Regions from separate parts of the Anas platyrhynchos genome. Here region 2 is linked to region 1. A link is a contact called in public Hi-C data. All regions are on one chromosome and are shown on one strand. Each heading gives the region's core, a stretch centred on a gene start, on an enhancer-like site or on the middle of the called end of the contact. The rest is flanking DNA. Distances are from core to core; before and after follow the strand shown. Region 1 overlaps LOC106016352 (a long non-coding RNA gene). Region 2 holds the start of SERINC1 (serine incorporator 1).

Region 1 (5,423 bases), core at 2,771-5,270:
AATATCCTCTCATTTTTTTCTGTCCAAACTTAGAAGAGTTTGTCACCCACTGATACGCAGAACTATAAACCACTTGAATTTAGTGATTAGGAAATATTTCTAAACTTTGTATATATTAAATGCAAAGCATATAAAATCATAAGAGATTCTTTCTCTTTTTCTATTGCAGCTCTCTGGGTAATCAGAACCAGCAATATTTTCTATTTCCCTGTAAAGCTGATACTAATTAATCAACCTCACTTTTTTACTCTCATTCTCTCTCTTCTGCATCCATTCATCTCCCAGTTATGAATTACAAGCGTTATGAAGAAGGCACACTCTTCGTTTTGTTGAGAATTATAAAATATTCACTAGAATCGTATAAGGGTTTGTCCTGCTCCTGGCAGAAAGCAGCTCTATAAACAGTGTGGCCCTTTGTTTGCCAGGAGCATAGTAACAAACGGATTATGTGTAAGAGCCATCTATAGAGCTTTTATTCCGTCTCCATTCAGGCTCTACATGTTTTGCACTGCTTTTAATGAGGCTGCCTGAACTATGGTAACCCCACAGCACATTTGTAAGCAAGAGATATCAGAGGAATCAGCCCCTTCCAGGGCTGCATTATGAGGTAATCTGCTTTCATTACAGCATTTATTTTATAGGTGGTAGACCTCGGCAAGAAGATGCTGCAGGCGTAAGAAGCACTTATCTGCTCTGTAAGGCCAAGTTCAGGGTCTGTGTGAATGTGAATCTGCTTTCCCACAGCCCAGTCTCCATTCCTCGCATGTCTTGAAACACAACCTTTTTTGTGCATGACCCCTTCTTTGCTCCCCTTCTGACTCAGACTCATAGTGGAATGATTGATAGTCCTTTATAAAATACTCCATAAAGAACTATTTTACTTCCACATCAGCATGAAAGCTTGGGTCCCCACATACAAAACAAGTACAAAAACAAGCATCTCACATCAGAATGAGAAGCTTTTTCTTCCTTCTGCCTTCCTGAAGTGTGAAGATTTTTCTCTGGAACTAAAAATGTTTATTCCCCTGGTAGTAGAGCCCACTGTTGTCAAAAGCAAACAGACACATATTCATAGTATAGATAGATGCCTTCTTTTTTTCTCTGGAGGCCTATGAAAGTTTTATTTTTTACTTTTTTTTTTTCTTGTTACTTTTTTCTTCTTTCATTTTTTCTTCTTCTTCAGCATTGTTTGCAAATTTTACTAGAACAAAACAGGATTCACAAGTGGTAGAGTGCCCTATTTAAGTCTTTTGTAGTTTGTATGAATGCAATCTGCTCTCCTGATCTGCTGTTTGTTCTGCTGCTCTTCAGTCACTATCAGAATCAAAACTGGGTAGCTTTTATAAGAAATATTGTTACAATACAGAGGACAATTGCAAGCACAGTAACAAAGTAGATAAATAAAGCCAAGTGGCAACTCACAGGTCATAGATTTTTTATAAGCTGCTTCAAGTATTTAGTTGTTAAAAAATATAGTTCAAGCATTTCTTGGCTTTTAAATAGGAGACCCACTGAAAGACTGGGGGTGGTAGAAGAGGTACAAGACAAGTTGTTGTTTTGGATCACCCCCAGAACAGGACTTAAAGGTTCAGGTGCTGAAGAAGTCTGTTGCTAAGACTTCAGATCTCATGTCTGGAAGGTGGCTTTGTCAAGGAGTTACTGGCTGTAAGGTAACATCATGTTGGACTGTGGACTGTTGTGTCTTAATGAGAATCCCAGCAGCACAGGACTGAAGGTAACACCTTGAAGTAATTGTAGACTTTGGTAGCTAGGAGCTGTGAAGAGCAAAACCCTGAGATTAACAGTACCATGAAACAAAAGTGAGAGGTTGTATAACATAATTTGTTACTATAGGGGGAAAAAAAAAGTCTAACTAAGGGGACAAATTAATTAGCAAAGTAAAAAGGAAAAATGCTTAGAGGAAGACTTAAAAAATTTTTTTTTTTTTTTTTTGTTCTTTTTCCTTTCAGTAATAAATTGACCTCAACTATTTCCCAACTCCATTTTGTATAAAAACATACAGTGGGGCAGGCTCAGGAATTTTTCCAGCTATTTTATGCTTAATTTTTATTAGGAAAAAAAGATCAATTTTCCAAGCACTTTCAATTTTTGGCTTTACAAATGCAGTTGTAGCCCATCTAATGCATACGTTTCCTTGCTGTCATACCTGTGCTATGAGATACATACCTGTATCTATGAGATACACCAAGGTAAAGAGAAACAGACCCTGAATGTAATAGTGGATGCATGACTTTGCTGTACATACTAATATCTCAGTTTTAGCTTCATCATGTTTTATGTGTCAAGCTCCAAATGCAAATACCTGAAAATGAGAGGCTGAATGGCCTGAGAGGCAGCTTCTGATACCCTGAATGAAAATGCCCATTATACTTTATGTGCATGCACTTTTTGTCATTGAGCTGCAGAAATAGGGAGCACCTGCACATGCTTAAGAAATGGACTGTAACAGAAAGAAGATTACATACATATGTGGAAGAACTTAAAAAAGATGATAAAAAAAAAAAAACCAAACACGCAAACTTGAAGGAAAGCTTTTTTTTTTTTTTAATTATTATTTGTGTTGCTGGGTGGTAAGTACAGGTTTACTTCATACGGCTTTACTTGTACTTTGATTCAAAGTTTTAATGAGTCTGAAGGCATACAAATCAAACATCTGGCTACTTATTTCAATTATAACTAAAAATGAATGAATTAATCTCCAGTCTTTAATTAGACTGAATTTAAATACAGAACATTTCAAACTCAAGACTCCAGAAGGCATTTAAAAGAATGAAACTGGATGCTGTCAAAGGCCTATTATACAAGTTTAAGTGATACCCATCTTGGTAAGTTGCATCTGAAAAGGAAGTTGACTTGTAGTTTACAAGTTGATGTAATTTTAGGGTGAAAATCCTTCCCATTCATCCTCCTCTCCTCCCCTTAAGATCTAATCTTTTCTTAGAAAAATATTGTTATATGCTTTCAGTGTCTTGCCCCTCTGAAAGCAAACATGCTGCAAACTTCCACTGCTTTTCATTCAGTCTAGATCTGTCAAGAGGCTGTAACTATTGCAAGCAACAAAGTGTTTAGATGTGTCACCACAGGAGTCAGCCTTTGATGGGCTGAGTGAAGACAGAATGAAGACTGAAAAAGTAAAATTAGTTAACAAGTAACTTAACAAATGTTAATCCCATATTTTCTACCTTCTAATGTGGAAGAACCTCAAATATTTAATAAGGCCTTTTTATGTCAGGTGTCTGGCATGCAACAGGCATGAGAACTATTAGTTGCCTTTCTGTGGTAACTTGCCTCTAGTTGCCAGAATGTAACTCATCTTCAAAATTAGGACTGAAAAGTCCATCATAAGCAATCATCAAATTTTGGGCAAGGATTATTGTTATTATTATTGTTAGCATTTAAGCATAATGAATATTCTTTAGGCAGCATGAAAAGTCGTAAGATGACAAAAAAAAAAAAAAATCAAGCTGTTTTTAAACCCACTGCCTAAATGTCTCAATTTAAATATATAAATATATATTAGCACCCAATGTGTTTACTTGTGGTCCTAGGAGAAACTGCAACAGCTGCAGAGTTAAACTACCTGTCAGACACCCTGGTACACTGTTTGTGCTGATACCTATTTGAATATATTTGCCACTGAAGGCAATGAGAGCATGCTGCTTTACGTCAGCCAAGGTCTGGCTTTGTACCCCGTGGGGAAAAGAAAATGGTTTAGTTTTCTCCTGCCCATCTGTGCTTACATCCCCCTGCCAGCCCCAGTTTCATGGCATGCTCTTCCACCAGCTCATCATCATCATCGTCATCTCAGAGGTCCCAGGCTGGTCCCAGCTCTGGGCAGGGGTGGTGTGGAAGTGGGGACACCCCCAGCCCCAGCTTCATGCTCGGCTGGTGCTTTGTTCACCTCTCAATGCTTCCCCCCCGGAGCCTTTGTGCGGAGGCCAGGGCTGAGGTGTGAGGTGGCCGCCTGCCGATTGCTGCTCCATGCGTGGACAGAGCATGACCAGTTTGGCTGCAGCCAGTCACTGCCGGGCTCGGCCGTTACATCAGCGTCAGCCCACAGCACGGCCAGACAGAGCCGAACAGGCCCCTCGTTGTTTTTCTTCTTTAATGGCTGAGAGGAAAGCCTGGGAAATGAGCAGGGATCCCAGGCCTTCCTTGAGAACAGCCGAATATTGTCTGCATGGTAATGAAGGGAACAAAACGACACAAGGCACGCTGCTCTCCCCCGCCCCACAAGTCAGGACTCACAAAAGCGGAGGAATGATCGGAAGGAGCGGAGCAGGGCAGCAAAGGATGGCGAGGAAATTACCAGCAGTCCCACAGCTCCTTGGTGCGATTTGTCTGCAGGACCCGCTGAGGTTTTTGGGACTGTCAATCAGCTGGAGCACTTCCCTTGTTCCCACTTGTCAGAGTCATGCCTTACGCCTGAGCTGAGGCATTTGGAGTGAGACAGCAGCAGGATCTCTTTTATAAAAAGTATTGCAACACACAGTGGGTGTTTGTGATGCCAGCTCTCTGTTCCACCCACAAATTCAAGGTGGTACATAAACGCCGTTCATCCTGGTTTTCGTTTTTCCTTAAATTACCTTGATAAAAAGTGATGCCTCATTTATTCTCTTTTGAAATTCAAAATAAGTTTAAGTTTTCTGCTTGCAATGGCAGCCTTGGTTATTGCTTCTTTCAAAAGTGAAGAAACAGACTGGGGAAAGCAAAGAGTTTATATATTTTGGAGCACTTGAGCCATCCCCACATGCTGGGGACAGGTCCAGCTCCTGCGAAATTTCTGCAGTCATGAACATCCATCTGCTGGCAGCCAGGCTTCGTGTCCCCATGCAGAAACACTGTTGTCATTGGAAACTGCGATCTGAGAGAGAGAAACAAACCCAGTGAGCCATCAGGGAGCTTGTCTGTCTGTGCTGTGAAGGCATGCAGCGAGGTTGTGCTCCTCCAGAAACAAGAGCATGGGTTAGTTGTGGGGCAGTGAGCTCCTGGAAGGCTTGTGCTGCTTCCGCCTGTTCCACAGCACCTTTGCACGGGCTCTAGGTCACCTAGGGGTCTGAGAGAAGCTTACTGCCCCAAACCTTGCACTGTTCCCTAACTCCATTTCTGCTGCATGTGATGTTCTTTCTAAAATGTCATAAGAAGCATGTCATCTGGATGGCTCGGAGGAACCCCGTCTGCCCCAGAGCTTCTGTTTTTGCTGTCAGGGAGTTGTACCAGTGGCAATGATAGCATAAACACCTATTTAGGAATAAAGGTCTCTTACTGCACACTTCTGAGAATTATCCGAAGCTGACTTCTAATTTGCAGCCATGTTTTCTTTATTGCCACTCTTTTATCATATGTTTTTTGACATTGTTCTGACCATGTGTTTTATGCAACATTGTTGCATAAGTTAAATT
Region 2 (5,435 bases), core at 2,396-4,895, 120 kb before region 1:
TTTCTTAAGGACACAAGAGCCAGGAATTTTCACTCCACTATGGAACACAATCATTTTTAAATTAACAAACATCACAATTAAAATCACTTTGCTAAAAAAAATAAGTGAATTTAAGTAGATTTTCAGTGTCACTATTCCAGTGCACTCTTTTTGACCTCCTCCTCCTCCTCTATTCAGTAACATTGCAACACAAAGTGTAGGAAGATGCTGATTACCAGCAGCTACATTAGGGGTGTCTGTGCTTAGTAAGCAGGAAATGTGTGGCAAATATGACCCAGTCCTGCATCAGGACTTTTTAGAGTGCTAATGTATTTATGGTATTTCCTCCTTCTGAATAAATAACCTCTCTACTGAAGGATATTCCTATTTTCTGCTCAAAACATTAATTTATCCAACTAATTCTGTTGGTATTCATATTTTTAAAGATATTGCTGAAAAAAGGTTGAATTCAGCAGAGCAGGATACAAGCCTAGGTTCAGAGCCTGGGTTTATCTGCTGCAGAGAAGTTTGCGCAAGAACTCTTGGGCATAAAAATAACTCCTCTGGATTATCCCAATGTTTAATTGCTTGTTAAATGCCCAGGTAATCGAGGCAGCTTCCGTCTGAGTGTATCAAAAGGAACACACAGGACTGCACCTAACCTGGATGTTTCTAGAGGCTCACAGGAGCTGAAAGAAAGATCACTGCGTCCACCTCTTTGGGAAACACGTGCCCTAACTGAGGCAACGTGCCTCGCTTGATTTTACAAGTCTGAGCAATATCAGCTTTTAAATCACGTGGCCCCAAACAGCTCATTCTTACAGGCTGTGACCATGCACATCTCTGAGCAAGAGATACCTACTGATGCTATTCATACAAGCTGGCTCCTACGGGAAGCCACATTACAGTCCCTCTTTCTTCCAGCAAGATACATAAATATACACCACTCCATAGAACAGTATTATTATACTATCAAATAATATTATACTATCATCAAAACCACTGCTAATGAGTAGTAACCTTCAAGTAGAAGGGGGAACGAAAAGGAACCTGCCCATGGAATGCTGTTCATAGGAGATAAGGACAGTCTCTGTCAATTTCTTTCCTCCCAAAATCAGAGCTCTGGTCCTACAGAAAACTCCGCAGCACAAACAGCAAGCTACTATTACACACATCAAAGCTTAAAATCAACTCCTCAGGTGAAATTCAGCTTAGTCACAGATGCAGACAAAGAGCTACTCTGCAATTAGCTTTTAGTTCATTTTCATAAGGAAGCTAGGGCAATAATGAACGAATCATGACAACAAAAATCCATTGCCATCCAGCAACTCTTGAACCTACTGACCAACATATGTTCCTGCACGTTTTTTAGAAAAGAAGCAGTTCAGTGGTGTTCACGGATGCACAGTAAGAACACACCTATTCCAGGAGTAGCCAGCCGGACAGACAAGCTAATTCATGCTTGTCAAACTCGTCACTTCCTTTTCTAGGAAATTACAGGAGGATCACACAAGATAATGTTGCAGGACACAGGAGAAAGAAAACCCCGTAAGTCTACTGAAAGTCAAGCGTTACTACTACTGATGCGCACCAAATAAGCTTTTGATATCAAATGTAATCTTCTTACTGGGATAAAGTCTAAATGATTATGCACTGCATTGAATGTCTGCACAAACACTAAGCCCCTACTGGGCCTAGTTAGGTCTTAGCTACATCATCCCTACCCGTATGCTTAAAGCAACCAATTCAATCAAGATGTTTGCTTTGACAGCGAGTATTAAAGCACTAGAAGCAGCAGACAAGCTGTTTCAGAGAGCACTGCAATACAAGCAAGCCCCAGTAAAACCATCAGGACTGACTGATTGATCCAGGGCACTGGGATCAGAAACCTTTCAGAGAGATGACAATGCTCTTTAAGGCTTCTCCCCACCCCCTGTCTCTCACAGGCTCTTCTTTGCTCTTAAAGACTGCCAGATCAGCACAGCCCTGCAGAGTGCAGTCATAACCAGAAGTACCACCACACACACACACAAAAAAAAAAAAATCGAGAAGAAATAAAGGCACGAGGTTGGATGCCAAGGTTACCCAGCACAGCTCTGTGTGACACAAAGCACAGCCCCACAAAGCAATGCCAGCAGCACCACCTTCCTAGAGAGACGAGGAGCAGTGATCCTGGCCGTGGCACAGCCTGCCCCAGCACAAACCCCACATCTGGCTCCCCGCACACCCACCCCCCCCACAGCTGGTTCCTCTTTCAGAGCCATGAGTTATTTACACAGACACATCCTTAGGGACCACAGCCACTTTCGACTCCTATGCTGCACAGGCTGTAAGTGCTGATTAGCTGTGGTTTTAACTGTGGAACGAAAGTCAACACTTCAAAGCCATCAGAAAAAAAAATGTTTTGCCTAGACACTTTAAAGGAAGGGATGGGAGTTACCCTCAGTAAATCAGATTTAGCCGAGATTACATGACTACAGAAGTCATTTTAGTTAAAAGACCATTAGCAGCACTTGAAAGCAGCTGTCTCTAGAGAAAACAACACTCAAAAGCAGAAGCAAGTACACGGGGATTCTTCATGCGCTGCAAACACCAGTCAGTCACCAGAAAGTCTGTTTATGCACCCGAAAATGCAGCATGCATTAACTTGAGTATTTTCATTACAACTAGCTATACTGTCACCCAGTATTTGATAACAATTAAAGATGTTAAGGTATCTATATTCAGCTGGCAATTAAACCCTAAGTAGCTTAATCCATTAAGTGGTGTTTAAAACGTTGATTAAAGCAAAATGAACACTGACAGTATCTCTTTAGCAGGATATCATCAGCACTCTGGTAGCTTATTTACACGCCTATCAGCCTGGAAGCTTACTTCATACTCAGCAGTTTACCGTCTCGGTGGTCCTTCTATTAATTTTGCATAGCAGATTGAGGAGTTATGTTACCATCACTCCCAATAATATCATTCTACTAGGAAAAAATGAATTTTTATCTATTGGTGTATTATACTATTGAGATAGGAGCTTGAATCTATATGAAGCTTTAGAAGACTATAAGTGCCTACTAAAAGGCTATATAGCCTTATAAAAGGCTATATGAGCACCTGCTTAAATAGATATAACTTCATTTTATCTAAGCACGACGAATGCGGTATTTTCGGCATGGAAATGCAGATTTCCACAGTCCCACTAACATTTTTATCCCAAATATCTGGAGATTCACCACCCGCGTGACTGTGAGTTATTCACACAGGGCCTAGCGTTAGAAAGACACCGGCAAGACAAAGCTGCCACAGAGGGCGGAGCTGCCCGGACAAAGCCGCAAGGCAGGAGCAGCCCCGAGCCCGGCACCGAGCCGAGCCGCGCCGACAGCCGGTACGGCCAGTGGGGACGTTGGGGGGGGGGGGGCTGGACGCCTCCCACCCGGTAACGCAGCCCCGGAGGCGCCCGGCGGGGCGACGCCCTGCGAGGGGAGGGGAGGGGAGAGCCCGGGGGCCGCCTTACCCAGCTGGCGACGGAGCAGAGCCCCAGCACGCTGCCCATGGCCGCGCCGGGAGGGGCTGCACAAGATGGACGCGGCGCCGCCGCGCGATCCGGCGGGGGCTGTTTACGGCTCGCCCAAAGCTTCCGGCTCCTGGGATGGCGGCGGCGCCGTCACCTCCGGGGGCGGGGCGGGGAGAGGCGGGCGGTGGTGGCGTCTGCCCCGCCGGCTGCTGGTGAGGTCCCAAAACCAAAAGTGATTTCCTACAAAAATGCGTCACAGCCCCAAAACAAAAGCGGTTTCCTACAATAATGCTTCACAGCCCGAAAACAAAAGCGGTTTATACAGTAATGGGGTGATCAAGGAGCATAAAATGCACGCTTCAATGATTAGGCAACGTGAAAGATATGTTTTCGCCTACAAAAAAAGCATGACCACCTCCTTTGTCCCATGTGTTTTAATATTGAAAAGCTGTTATTTAATAAGTGACAAAGATAAATAATTACTTTTAAAATTAAGCAGTATGGCAGTTCATCTCATGTGGAGTAGACAACACATGGCTTCATCTTACAGATTAAGGAAAAAGATTTATGAGGAATGTTTTCATGCTGCTCACACGTTTACCTTCATCGTAACATATGAAAGCAGGTGCTTCATGCTGAGCTACTGCTCAGCCTGGTCTTTCATGCTGAGCCTGATGCTATCTATGAATATTGCTGAATCTGTCATCTATAATTGATTTTAAAGGTAGCTGTATTTTCAAAATAAAACGTGAAAAGAAAAAGCTGAGAAGGAACTTTTGTGGTCTGATGGTTTAAGACTGTGATTGTTGTCCAGCGATAAAAAAAAAAAAAAAAATGGAATGGGAATAATTAACCTAGTGGTTATACCTATTAATTTGAAAGGTAAGCACATAGAATTAGTGGACACTGAATGCTGAACTGAAATAAAATCCAACCTTCCTGTCCTAAGCAATCAGTTAAAAGAGGTTTTGAAATCTGTCTAGAGTAAAATTTTGCTAAATTGAGACACTCGATGGTGGGGGACAGAATGGACTGTTAGCTAGGATGCATCTGCTCCTTCACTGAAGTCTACTTGCCAGTGGCCACCAGGCTCTCTTTAGCCTATTACAATTAAATATCTCTTAGTCCTGCACAAACACAAGAATTTGGGTGCGGATAACCTCCGATGTGTATGTGAGGCCTGAACCATCTTCCCTACAATCTTTCTAGATGGGATGATATATTGTTATATAATTGATATATTGTTATATAATGGGACCTTTATCTGAATTAAGTAGCGTAATGGTAGTGAAATTGTAGTGTGCAACAAGGAAGAGAAAAGATATGGGGAGACGAAGGCAGCAAGCACTGCTTTTTCTTGTACTAGAGCCCAAGCCTGGGGCCTATAGGTGAGGTAGGTGCTATACCCTCCATACATCTGCTCCCAGGGGGGCACAGGAAGGGTAGGGATGGGGAGAAAACTTAAAGCCTGTTCAGCTAGGCCAGTAAAGCCACAATAGTAATCCTTAATGATCACTTTCGTTTGTGTGCAATTTTGAGCCAGTAAAGTGTGCTTTGTTCATCTTCTACATAGCACTACCGCAATAGACAGAAGATCCTGCAGGCCCAACATCACCTTACAGACAACACTGTGGCTAGCTTCATCTAATGAACTGAGTTCCTTTCTAATCTCTCAAAATGGTAGTACTACTTCCCTTTCCTTCAGGAAGGTTTAATTTTTTTTCTGGAGTCCCCAAATGTGTGTCTATAGTGGTTTCACAACAATGGGCAGCTCAGCTCCACAATTGCTCATTTACTTTCCTTCCTTAACAGAACAGGGGGAGAAAATACAATGAAAAAAGGCTCAAGGGTTGAGATAAAGACAGGGAAATCACTCATTAGTTACTGTCATGAACCAGTCTCAGCAAAGGGAGATGAATATAATTTATTGCCTATCACTAGCAGACTAGAG

The links. Hi-C and Micro-C count contacts between places; a contact is called where the count stands out from the background.
Region 2: a Hi-C map of F1 follicle shows a contact between it and region 1, with 2.6 times the contacts expected there. The contact joins the promoter of SERINC1 here to the enhancer-like site in region 1. A contact is called at or near these places in 2 of 8 Hi-C or Micro-C datasets (F1 follicle and subcutaneous adipose tissue).

The regions. Positions count from the first base shown.
Region 1 is chr3:67,156,133-67,161,555 of IASCAAS_PekinDuck_T2T, reverse strand. It overlaps LOC106016352 (a long non-coding RNA gene), which reads right to left. Exons shown (of 3, transcript XR_011808389.1): 3 at 5,375-5,423. Among named protein-coding and RNA genes, the nearest start is that of SMPDL3A, 25 kb to the left of the region's middle. Within about 2 kb of position 4,020, at least 2 of the 8 cell types and tissues checked have an H3K27ac peak or open chromatin away from gene starts, as enhancers often do. A contact at or near this core is called in F1 follicle, where this site is marked.
Region 2 is chr3:67,276,562-67,281,996 of IASCAAS_PekinDuck_T2T, reverse strand. SERINC1 (serine incorporator 1) reads right to left here and starts at 3,645. Exons shown (of 10, transcript XM_027454612.3): 1 at 3,485-3,645. The coding sequence starts at 3,523.